2 separate regions of the Oryzias latipes genome follow, and region 1 is linked to region 2. Evidence: chromatin contacts called from public Hi-C data. All regions are on one chromosome and are shown on one strand. Each heading gives the region's core, a stretch centred on a gene start, on an enhancer-like site or on the middle of the called end of the contact. The rest is flanking DNA. Distances are from core to core; before and after follow the strand shown.

The links. Hi-C and Micro-C count contacts between places; a contact is called where the count stands out from the background.
Region 1: a Hi-C map of embryo shows a contact between it and region 2, with 3 times the contacts expected there. The contact joins the promoter of gale here to the enhancer-like site in region 2. A contact is called at or near these places in 2 of 5 Hi-C or Micro-C datasets (both in embryo).

The regions. Positions count from the first base shown.
Region 1 is chr22:16,753,440-16,759,906 of ASM223467v1, forward strand. It overlaps gale (UDP-glucose 4-epimerase), which reads left to right and starts at 3,241. Exons shown (of 11, transcript XM_004082379.3): 1 at 3,241-3,381; 2 at 3,909-4,038; 3 at 4,119-4,234; 4 at 4,443-4,556. The coding sequence starts at 3,918.
Region 2 is chr22:16,622,676-16,629,332 of ASM223467v1, forward strand. It overlaps ralgapa2 (ral GTPase-activating protein subunit alpha-2), which reads left to right. Exons shown (of 41, transcript XM_020713872.2): 1 at 1-102. Among protein-coding and RNA genes, the nearest start is that of ralgapa2, 3.9 kb to the left of the region's middle. Within about 2 kb of position 5,131, at least 3 of the 8 cell types and tissues checked have an H3K27ac peak or open chromatin away from gene starts, as enhancers often do. A contact at or near this core is called in embryo, where this site is marked.

The DNA.
Region 1 (6,467 bases), core at 1,991-4,490, 130 kb after region 2:
TTATTTAGAACACACGCAATAACATTATGTCACAAAAAGAAGGCAATAACAGAGAAAATATCTAGAGTATTTACATTACATACACAGTTAAACGTGCAGGGAGGTGAAAGACACCAGAAAGGTTATAATTGAGATCACCACCAAATAAAATTAATTAATTTAGAAAAAGAAAAGAAAAAAAACTTCAGATTTAATGCACGTTTTTTTAACATCTTATACTTTACTAGTTGATTTAGAAGAATTGTGTAAAATTTCTGCATTCAAGGAAATAGATTTCAAGTTTTTGCATGTTTAACATTTTAAAACTCAAGCTATTGTATGGAATAAGACAAAGACAAGAGTTCAGAATACAACCAAATGTCTCATGTTAAAGCCTAACTGTCTCATGTTAAAAACATTAAAAGAAACGCTCATATTACTTTCAGTCCTTAATTAGCTTTATTAGAAAAAAAAAGGTCAAGTTGTGCAAATTTTTTATAAATATCTCCTGACCCCTAAATCACAGCTTCACCAGCCATGATCCACAAGTAGATGAGTAGCTCTCAAAGCCCAAGAAAAAAATATCTGAAGGTTTAAAAAAAAAAATCCACTCAAGAATTATCTGATGTAATTAGGTAACGATAGGAACAAGTGCTGGAAGTTGAGAGTTTAGTTAAGATATTTATGCATAAAAATTAACATAAATTTAAAATATAAAAAGCAAAAATGTGAAAATGCAAACCCTTTTTGTGAATAATACAAAAACTCTATATTCATAAATATTATTTTAGTTGTTTTTTGCATATTTGTTGGTAACTCCTGTTGGCTTATCTATTACAGAAAAAAAGTAATTAGCTTGAAATATGTTATATAATTTAATTTCAAACTTAAAGATACTAATGTATCAAAGCTCCTTTGGAGTGAACATATTTTGCCTTATTTATCTAATGTAAAACATTATTGTTACTTTTATTACGTTGATTACTGTGGGCATCAAGAGTTTTACAGATATTACTTACAGGAAAATTCTATGTTTCATTTGTTCTGATTTCAATAAAAACAGATTTAACATTAAATCCTCTGTTTTTATTGGAAAATCCTCTCATTTTTTCACCATGAGGGTTTTGTTGAGCAAAAATGCATCATTGGGAGGAACACGGTGATCAAGTGATCTTTTTCTTTTCGTATAGTGAGATGTTTTTGGGTTGTCTGGGCCCGTGGAGGGTCACAGACAGGAGCGGCTGCATTTTAAGGTGAGCACTCTGGCTAATTCCTAAAATCTAACAGCAGACTGCACTCAAGGAGCGTGCACTTATGGAGAACACTAACGGCGCGTTGCACAATTTGACACATGGGTTTGGGGGGTTGAAGAAAGAAAAATGATGTACGACATTCCTGTGTCTCACCTACTTCACTCTCACTTTACTCTTATGTGTTGTACAAGTGTTCACTACGACCTGTCGCTCACAGCATGCCCATGTGCACGAACATTTTCACTCTCCATGACTCTCCACCCCATCACTCTCCTTCTTGGTCAAATAGCCCTTCCACAGCCTGGAGGTGTGGTTGGGGTCATTGTCCTGTTGAAAAATAAATGATGGTCCAACTAAACGCAAACCGGATGGAATAGCATGCCGCTGCCGATGCTGTGGTAGCCATGCTGGTTCAGTATGCCTTCAATTTGGAATAAATCCCCAACAATGTCACCAGCAAAGCACCCCCACACCATCACACCTCCTGCCCCATGCTTCACGGTGGGAACCAGGCATGTAGAGTCCATCCGCTCACTTTTTCTGCGTCGTACAAAGACACAGTGATTCTGCTTGTTGTCTTTCTTTAGCAGTGATTTCCTAGCAGATATTCTACCAAGAAGGCCTGATTCACACAGTCTCCTTTTGACAGTTGTTGTAGAGATGTGTCTGCTGCTAGAACATTCAAGAGAATATGTGCAAAGCAGTAATGAAAGCAAAAGGTGGCTACTACGAAGAATCTACAATATGACATATTTTCAGTTGTTTCACACCTTTTTGCTATGTATATAATTCCACATGTGTTAATTCACAGTTTTGATGCCTTTAGTGTGAACGTACAATTTTCATAGTCATGAAAATAAAGAAAACTCTTTGAATGAGAAGGTGTGTCCAAACATTTGGTCTGCACTGTATTACTTTATTCAAATCGTGGTGAATCAGGAGCAGACAAGATTGTAGTTGTTACGTACAAACTACAATCGCTGGGCCACAAAACTCCAGGTTGCAGCTGGAATTTGAACCAGGACCTTTTCTTTGTAAGACAAGAGTGCTAACCACCACCCCACCATTCAGTCTTTGAACCTAAATAACTTTAGAATTTACATCACAATTGTCAAATGAAAGTCTGAGGTACAATTTTTATGCCAAACTACTTTTACAGCATTCTTGGTTTGTTTTAAACATAAAAATAAAATTCTTTTAGTGAATGTCCATTGGAAAAAAAGCTCAAAGACCCTTCCTTATGTGTTTTCATTAATAGCTCTTTTTGTGAAAGCTTTATAATTAAATACTCTAAATATATACATTATTTTTTGCATTCAATTTGTCACAAGGATTAAATGTTTCTTATAATATTTCATAACATTTCATAGCCTTATTATTTCATAATAAGGCTTTAATTAAAGGGTGTAGTGTCTGACTGGGTTTGCCTCCTGCGTCACTGTGTGGCACAATTTGATTCACCTTTTAAATAAGAACTAAAAGATTGTGAGACACCACAAACATAAAACATTATATTTATTTATGCATATATTTATGAATTAACAAAGACAAATGGGAGCTTCTGTTCTGAATCCTCAACTCTCACTGCAATGTGCACAAGCTCTCTGCTTTGATGACGTGGCACTTTTTCAATGACATTTGACATGGAACACAGGGCAGGATATTCACAACAAACACTTCCTTGTGTGAGTCGGTAAAGGCGGGGTTTAATTATACTACGGTTTGCGTCAACGTTTGTGACGCACTCACGTTGCGAGCAAATTAAAGTTCAAATTAAACAGTACAATTAAAATCCGGTTAGTTCTTCAAAAATAAAACGGTCCGTTTTCCCTATTAGTCCACAAAACGATTACAATTTGATTTTAACTGCATGTATCTAAGATTGGATATACCTAACATATAGTTTTAGCTAATTCGTGAGAATATAAATATTTAATTTTACATTGAAGTGAATCTTGCTTTTATTTTGAAGGTTTACGCACGGGAACGTCGCGCACTGATTCACACCTCTTAACTCTTCTCCACGTTACACGGAAGTGAAATATGTTTATACCGAAGTCTACTCTGAATGAACTACACAAACCCCCAACTCTGCTGCTGCTGAACACATTCATCAAAATACTCTAAAGAAAACAAATAGGAGGAAAAAGTAAGTATTTTTTCAGTCTGTTTTATACTGTAAGAAGTGGGACTATTTTACGTTCGTAAAAGCCTAACTCCTAGTTCTTGTCGTGTGTACTGGGGTTTTGCTTAACTGAAACTGACAGAGTTGCAGAAAAAGTTCCGTAAAAATAAGATTTTTGTAACAAAAATCTGTGACGTTATTTTTTGTAGTTATTTATGAAAAACACGAGTTAATTTAAGGTTTTAAAATCGTGTTTTTCTGACTTTGGATACCCAGGAAAACAGTCTTTTTTATGATAAATTAAGAATATAAACACAAAAATGTAATTGACAAATTAAATTAAAAATGTTTGTAGCGTTTTATTTAAACAAAATATAATTGTTGATGTGGTCAGACAGGCTTGAACCTGTTGCCATGAGAATAAAACAGGTGAGTCAGGAGCTTACAAAGCTTAAAGAAGAATGAGGTTCCGACAGGGGCGGAGTCACACACCTGGGAGAACAAATATCAGCTATTTATGGATTCTTTTTCATAATGCATCCTTTTGACAGGCCCCAAAAATGGGAGAGAAGATTCTTGTCACTGGGGGAGCAGGATACATCGGGAGTCACTGTGTGCTGGAGCTTATCGAAGCAGGATACCACCCAGTTGTTGTTGATAATTTCAGTAATGCAGTACAAGGTGGGTTTCTTTTCTGTCCTCATGTAAGCATCGTTGGGACTCAGACACACTAATGTTGTGTTTTCATCCTGCTGGTGAAGGAGAGGGGACCGTGGCAGAGAGCATACGGAGGATAGAGAAGCTGCTGAACACCACCATTGAGTTTCATCAGCTGGATCTCCTGGACCGGCCCGGCCTGGAAAGCCTTTTCAAAAAAGTAAAATTATTTTTACACAACATCAGTATTATTTAAATGCTTACTTAAAATCCTCTCTAGATATTATTTCCTTAAAAGAAGGACCCCTCCTAGCAAATAAAAATTCACAGAGTTGGTTTTATTTTGTAGTTTTTCATGAAAATTAAACATCCATGGTGTATGTGACGTTTACTTTTTACTCATCTGTAACCTCATGCCTGTGCTGCAGCATACTTTCGCCGCTGTGATGCATTTTGCCGGCCTGAAGGCTGTTGGGGAGTCAGTGGAGCAGCCGTTACGCTACTACAAAGTCAACCTCACTGCTGCCATGAACTTGATAGAGGTCAGTTTCCACCTGAGCTTTTGTCATGCATTCAGATAGGAGTGTTCTGTAGTTTTTAAACTGCTTTCTAAGTCACTCTTTGCACCAAACCACTCCTTTATTGCTGACTCAACATTTGGAATGAGTCTGTTTGTATATGTACAGTAAGTGCACTTCTGTTTGCTTAAATTAGTCTTTTCATTTTTAAGGCAACCAGATTATTTTAGGTTGCCATAAAATAATCTTGCATTTTTATTTGGGTTTGGTTTCTCACTGCACTTTGGATAAAGGAGCATCAACCTAGTGTCACATTAGTTATACCAGCTGAGACATTATTGCCTGAAACAAACTTTGACCAAAAGGGAAAAAAATGAGCAGAGAAGAAAAGTCCATCTGCTTTATGTTGCTACTCGTCCGTTAGTGAAATAGCTGTGAGCTCCCATGTTTTCTCAAAACAGCACTTTTTTAAAAATAACATCTATTGGTTTGTGCTGCTTCTAATTGCACATTTACGGGTTTTTTTTGTGTGTGTTCATAGTAGGGGTGGGCTGATAAAATCAAGTAATCAATCGAGGCTTGGTAAATGTTATCGATCCATAAAAGTAGGGATCGATCTTTTATGCCTTTTCTTTTCCGGTGACCCAACGCAAAACAGCAGTAAAGCCAAAGTCCCTTAGCTTGATTCTAACGGATAATGCACATGTGTCAAACTCAAGGCCCGGGGGCCAAATGTAGCCCTCCATGTCATTTTATGTGGCCCGCAAGAGCATAAATTTTAATTTCCTAAAATAAAAATTTGGTGTGTATTTATTCATCTTTCTTGACGCATCATGTGACTTTAACCCTTGTATTATCCTCAGATATTACTAACACAATTTACCCTTGGGGTCAATCTGACCCCAGGGATATTTGCCTCCAGAAAATGATTTACATAAATTGTTAAGCAGCTGCTCTGACTGCCAAGTTAGTAGCCCAAAGCTAAAATCTAAGGAAAAAACAAACAATAACACCTATTTGGAAAGTTTTTTTGGGGGGGAAAAAAAAGAGCCAGTGAGGAATGTGAATGAGGGTCTTCGATTTTAAAGAAATATAAAGCTGCTGTTTATCGGCTAAACCAGGAAATTTCTAGTTGTTAGCATCCACTTTGACGTCTTCCTCACAAAGTCTAAGTTTAAACCAGCTGCAGACATTTTACAGTGAGTAAAGATTTGATCAAATAAAGTTCCTACAGGAAGCTAAGAAATGTCAGCACAGAAAATGTTCCTATTAAAAATAAATACACAACGAATCAGGATTTATGTAAAAACAAAATATCAAAAATCTTTTTGCCCTGAAAGATGATCTGAGTCGTATTTAGTTCTCAGTGTTATGAGATACTATGAAAAAAAATGTTGCTTTTATTGAACTTTTACAAATCAGAAACAACTTTTACAAATCAATAATTTTCCTTCATTGAATCCTCGTCATCTGCACACAAAAAATTTATTTTCAGATTTTTTTAAACTAAATTTCTTGTAGTAGAATTTAAACATTGAAAAATTGGGTTTTCAGCAACCGGAAGCTAAAAAATTTGAAACTGCAACTTGGGCCCCGTTCAGACCAGTCCAAGAAAATATCGTCTGACATTAAACTGGTCTACGGCTTGAAAAAAGTTGGAGACCACTGCTCTAAAGGACAATTTTTTGCTCAATTATGGAATAAAGTGTAAAGCGTGAGCTCCACCTAGTGGCCAAACTGAAACGACCTCCAGGAGAGGCAGAAAATAATGATCTGTGCAGTTTTGTTGGAGCTTCTCCTTTTTACAATTTTACAATATGTGAACTGTATCAGATTCATATGAACATCTTCAAAACATATATAGATTATTTTTGGTGTAATTCAAAATCATATCGAGTGGAACATGAATCAAATCCATCCCGGCTCTGGTGAATC
Region 2 (6,657 bases), core at 3,881-6,380:
TCACTCGAAGGGGGCATGGAGACGTCAAGAAGTCTACACAGAAAGTTCTGGACCAAAAGAAGGATGTTCTGACCCGACTCAAACACCTACGGGCACTGATAGGTAGGTGAATTGTCGCTGGGAATGGGATGCTGCGCCGTTGCGGCTAAGCCATACAGCTAGCTAGCTAACTAGCCGACAGCCAACGTCAAACAAGGCGTCAGGTTAGCTGGCTGAGTCAGTCATTTCACCTAGTTGACGAATATCATGCATCTCTCTCATTACAATAAAACAACCTTCACTCTTTAAAGTAATTTTTACTTATATCAGGTGCCTAATAATTTATTAACAATACAATCAGACCATTTAGGCTTGTAAGGATGCTATTAAAGGGAAGCTAGCCATCCGGCTGCTAACTAGCCAACCAATAGATATAGCTAACTGATGCTCGGTATTATTTCAGGAAGATGCATACAAATACCCATGTTTAAATTGAATTCCTTAATTGCAAAGTGGCTTTAAAACAGGAATATTTAATCAAGATTCTTTCTTATTGGTTGAAATGAAATGTGGAATTTGCCCTGTCCCTATTACAAATCGTCAACACTTGATGAAATTTTAGCATGCTGTCTTTTGCTTCTTATCGAAAAAGGAAGTGTGTATTTTATGTCCACAATATAATAACTAGCTGTTCTCCTAACCTTGATTTCATGCAGAGCAATCAGTCAATGACAATATTTTGTTATGATCTGCTTAGAAATCCTGCCAGACTGTTTCCATCGAAATAATTACACCTGCCCTGTATTGGTAAAGCTTAAATCTGCACTTTTAAACTTTATTGCTGACAAAACATTAAAAGAGCAGAGATGAACTGTGCAATTTAGAAAGTGTGTGCTAGGTTTGTGTTGTGAAGGGCTGTCGATGATGTATAATAATAATACCAATGCAATGTATTGTTCTTTAAAGACCTCATGAACTGGACTATACTTGAAGACAATACTATGAGACAGTAACATCCTTTCAAAATAAATTAAAATAGGACAATGTTTTCAATATTGAAATAGTAAAGGTATAATTTAATTTATGTATTCTGTTTATTTAGCCTGATAATTCAGAAATATATATGCAAGTGGAGATGAAAGTACTGGTTATTCAATTAAAATAATTAAAAATAGGAGAAAATAATGTTATTTTCTTGGCATTATAGTTGAATAGTCAGCATGAAAATAAAATACTACACACAATTTATATAATTTTGTTCTTTCTACTTCCAAAAAAGTACGAATTCTTCTTGAAGATCTTTAACCTTTAAACTTACTTTTTTCCACATTCTCATTGTCAACATTGATTATCGTCCTTGGCCCACATTTTTTTTTTTATGGACATAAAAATTGTTTATATAAATACATCTGGCTTCTTCAGTGTCACGACTTGTACAAGTGTAAGGTGGAGGTCAGCAAAGTGCTCCTCGTGTGTTTTTCTTCCCCTCATGTGCAGCTGCAGATAAGGCCTGTGTGTTTGTCCAGAAGCTGATAGCAGAGCCAGCATGTTGGTATCCTCCAAACCTCCAGATTTCACAGCGCTGCCTTTTAGCTGAAGAAGGATTTCCTCTTCATCATAGTTATTCCTGTGTGAGCAGGAAACAGTGATGAGAGAGAAGAGGTGGTTTGGAGGACGGGACAGGACCCCCTGTTTTTTTTAACATTTTTGGAGTTGGATTGGCAGATAAATAAAACATATGAAATAAAACAGCATTTTATAATTTCACTTTTTATTTAACGTAATGGCAAAAGTCAGCTCTTAGCAGGTGATTTAGCAATTAAGCTGGAAAATATATTTAAAAATAACATTTTAGCTGTAAGAATTATTAATTTGTAGACTGTGTAGTCAAGTTTGTAGACAAACTAGAGTAGGTGGCTGCTGTGTGTAGCCCTGTTTCAACACTATTCCAACTACAACCCTGTGTTGTATTGGGTACTGAATAAGCTGTCAAAAAGTATGTTGAACTGGTGTGTAGATTAGAGACGTTTAATGATGGAATTGTACTTGGATGGGCAATCGGTGGCTCTGGCTATTTTCAGAGTGACCCTGTATTGGTTTTCTGTTCACTGAGCAGATCTGTGGGATAGTGTGAAAGCTGCTGCATGTTAATTTGCCGGTCATGCCTGGCTGCATTTGGCTAAGGTTGTTAATTACTAGAGCCCAGCAAACCACCTGATCATTTACTGTTTGCACAGAGGGCATTTCCAATGACTCTGTTAAAAAAATAAAGCTTCAGACGAGGATCCCAGGTCAGTACGTGCAGTGGTTTGAATGCCCTCTTACTCTGAAGGGAAAGCTTGTGAAGTCATAGGGCTATATTTTTCTTTTTTACAATCGCTGTTGGCCTAAGGTCAAAGCTCAAACTGCGATGCAGTTGTAGTCATTGGAGATAGTATTGTAGGGAAAGTCTTTGTTATGAAAGACGACAATCTCCATCACTTTTACAAACTACAGAGATAAGGTTATATCCCAAGTGTTTATTGTTCGTTTACTCTTGGCCTCTTCAGTTGGTGTAAACATGCTTGGTGATATCTGCTGCTGAATTGCGTGGGAACAACAGTACAAGTGTTGGAGGTGTTTCTAATGATAACAGTAAAGGGTGCTTGTGGTCTTTAGAGTTTGCGTCCGGTGTTGCTCTCTCTTTGTGAAGGGAAGCTCTTTAGTTACTTTTTTTTTTATAAGGAACAAAGACCATAATGTCACAGATGCTTACCTTTCTTTTACCTTCTTGGTCAGGGTCAACTGAAAGTAGCACTGTAGCACCGAGGGAAACAATTACCATTCTAATACAGGGGCCCTTCAGAAGGTCCTCTATATAGCTGAAGTAAACTCGACTTGTGGTTTTCCCTCTTTTCAAGTCAAAGCTATTAGATGATAAGAGGCTGGTGTGTTCTAAGCCAGAAAAGACCACTGAATAATCAGAGGGCATTACGTTATCACAGCTTCAGATAGTAAGGAAAAAAGAATATATTCTATGTCTTACTCTTTGTCCATCCTTTTTTCTTCTGTTTATGACCTCCAAACCAGTGATATTTTCAGAAGAAGTCTTATTTTATTCTTATTTTTTGCACAAAGAAGTACTATGCTTCACTTATACTGCCATTAGAATCACAAATGAGGCTGTGGAAAACAGAAGCAACTTATACACCGTACGGTTGGTAATACTGATGCTAGATCACCACACCTTATAATGATTGAACGCTTTTAAAGGATTTAAAGGCCTTAAGTGCATTCATACCAGAGTACATTCAGGATTGTTTTCTCTGCTGGGTTTCTGCTTTTTAGTCCAAGGCAGTCTTCTTGTCATGCGTTTTATAGTTTTTGCAGAGTTCAAACGTTACAAATGACAGAATCACGAGGTGTTGAGTTTTTAAATTATTACTGCCTCTGAGCCTGCCAGAAAAACCATAGAAAGAGAAACACTTTAGCCTTACGCCCTGCAGTGCATGTTTGCCTGATTTCATACAACACGGTGGAAAACCAGTTTGTCCAGTTTCACTGTTTTCTTGTCTGGCTGTTGTAGTGACACAGCCCCACCAAGATCTGTGGTTTACCCTGACTACATATTATCAGTGGTTTATATCAAAGCTATATAATATGATATTTTATGTAGTTTATGTAGTTTCAGTTTACCCTGAGTGTCCAGTATACCACTACTTATAAGTAAAGTTCATAATATAGAAATTAAAGCACTTATCTTAGGCCTGTGGAATAATTTATTTCTCTTCAGATTAGGGTTGTGCCGATGGACGATATCATCGTCCATCGTGATGGGTGACTGACATCCCGATGGAGAGACCACCATCGTGATGCCACGCCCCCGCCACGTTGCGCGTCGACACCATAAGCCGCGGTTACATGTACAAAATATCTTGATCGGATCAATGGTCGGATTAGAATCCAACCGTGTAGATGGGCCCAGAAAAATGTTTTCAGAATATAAAAACGTTCACTAAGGTCACAATTTCGGTCGGACTAAATCATTCGCACATGCGCAGTATTCGCACATGCGCAGTTTGAAAACCGGAAGGGGATACAACTTCCGCCGAGCGGCTTTTTTTCCAAACTTTATTGAAGGTAACAATTCGATACAAAACGATAACAGCGCCGAGCGGCTATATATATTGACATGTCAGCTCGGTAATATACGAGATGATCTTCTAAACGTGCTTTTAATGATGTTACGGTTATTATGAAACACCTGTTCGCTCATCATTTGAATTTTAATCCGTGTGGTCAGTGATTTTTCTGAACGAAGCCAGGATTAGCAGTATGCTAACACGGGCTAACAACATTAGCTTTGGGTGGCGCTGCATCCTGTGAATAACATCAGCCTTTATTTAGTCGGGACACGACTGGAAACACAAATCCACGTGATTGCTTGAATGTTTTCTAAGGACTGAGCGACATTTCTGCTTTGATGCTCAAACCTCTGTCTGCTGACGATCCGTGCTGTGCTCAGACACACACTTTTAGACCCGGTTCTGAGTTCGGTAGCTAGTACCCCTAGAGCTGCGGGACGGATCGCAGTCTTAAATCTCTCACACATACCGCTCATGTACCCCCCCCCCCCTTCCCATCAAACACAAAGCTGTAAATCCGCACTCCGGCGGTCCACTCCGCTAAGTGCGGGAGTGGACTACTTCTTTTCTATTTTGTTTGTTACTTTTTCTGTTAAAGTCACTTCCCTCAGTTTATACTGGATCATCGCGGATTAACCATTAGTTGGGAAATAAAATGAAAAAAGCAAAATAACGAATAGCAGTTATATAAGAACGAAAAATGTAAACCCCCCCCGACGATGTCATCGTCCATCCCGATGGTTGACAGCAAACATCGTCAACGGCCAAATTAAGGGACATCGCCCAACCCTACTTCAGATAAAACTCTAATGGAGAGAAAATGGGCATAAGTTGGTCGATGGCTATCTTGTTTATAACATACATTATTTCTTTAGTCAAGAAGATATTCTTGCAATCTCTTGATACAGTTTTACATTTTCAGCTGGCAGAGTTAAAGTTTCTGGCCGCTCAGTGATTGGTCATTGAGATTAGCCAGTGCTCTAAGTGGTCTCAGACTGGGATAAAGTCAGGCTTCAGCCGTCGAGCCATGACTGTTTCATGCTGCGCCCTGTGTGCAGTCCCACTGGCCCCAATCTGTCACACAGTTTGACGGCGACTGCAAATCGAGCGGCAATGATGCAGCCTTTGTCACAGTAAAGTAATAAAATTACTTGTCGCTAAGAAGTGTGTTAAAAGCTTCAAAACAGTGACATGCTTTTTGAAATTCACCTGTTGTGAACACCAAACTGTTACATTAACTATAATGATTCCCTGGAAGTGCTAAACTGTTTTTCAAGAGGGTTTTTCTGCATGTTAATTACAGTTATTTCAACTTCTTCCTTTGTGTGAAGCTTTAATCTGACAATAACTTTTATCTTTGCAGCCTAAGATCATATTGGCACTGCTTGACATAGGAATTTGTTGACATTTTGGGTATTCTGCTTGCTTAGCTTTTGGCTTGCTTAGCTTTTGGGGTCAAATGCCAATGTTCCATTTCAAAAGGTCATTGAATTCAGATACGTTGACTTGCACTTTGAAATGAAAATGACTCGTAGTTTACATTATGGTAGTACAGTTAGTTTGTCATTCACTTCCACAGGAATATATTTACTTTTAGCATTTATATAGACTGCATCTGAATGGAAATTAGGATACCAAGATTGCAAGATCTGTACTTGATGATATGGACCCCCCCAAAAAACAGCAATACTGGACATTTGATGCTAGCTCTATGAAATTATTGGAACTATAAATTGAAACATTCAGAAAATCCCAACTGAAAATTCATATCCTCTTTATCAACTATGCATAATAATGATTGGTACAATTAACAGTTAAACAAGTATTACAATTTTTGATTTTATGTGATTTCCACTAACACAGACATGCTAGAAGTGTATAGACACCTCTAATTTTCAAATTTCTTATTTGAAAACACAAAGCAAACAATTGAAATGTAATTGATTGGTAGGACTTTTTGTTTGTAGACATTCTCTTTGCAGTTTTTGATTAAGAAAGTCTTTCTTTTGGCATTGAACTGATGAGCTTTGTCGGTATTTTTCAAAGGGGTTTGTTTTCTGCAATTCTCTTCAAACAGCACAGTTTTCTGTCCGAGGGCCCAGGTCATCCAGGACAAGAATCTGTTGATTCTTTTTCTTGGCTTTTGAATTGTATTAAAAATTCTATTAAGAAGAATTTCAAGATTTCTGGCATTTTTTCGCTGTTCAAGACCAACCCCAAATTGCCCAACGATGACCTCTTTAAAAATCTGACAGTTCTGGCTTTTTTTTGAGTGGGATGTTAGTATTCTTCGCAAATGTGTTATATAATTTCACTCGAATGAAAAGAATAATTACTTTGTAATCTAAATTAAATATTAATAAAAACTTAATTTTTAGAAAAATTTCCAATCAGGTTTAAAGTCTTTATAGTACAGAGATGGCACTGGTCACGGTTATAAATGCCTTCAAGAATAATGCAGGCTAGAAAAAACTCTGTCCTGGTTTACTTGATCTCATTGCAGCCTTTGACACAGTTGCTCCCTCCATTCTTTTAACCAGACTGCATGAATTTC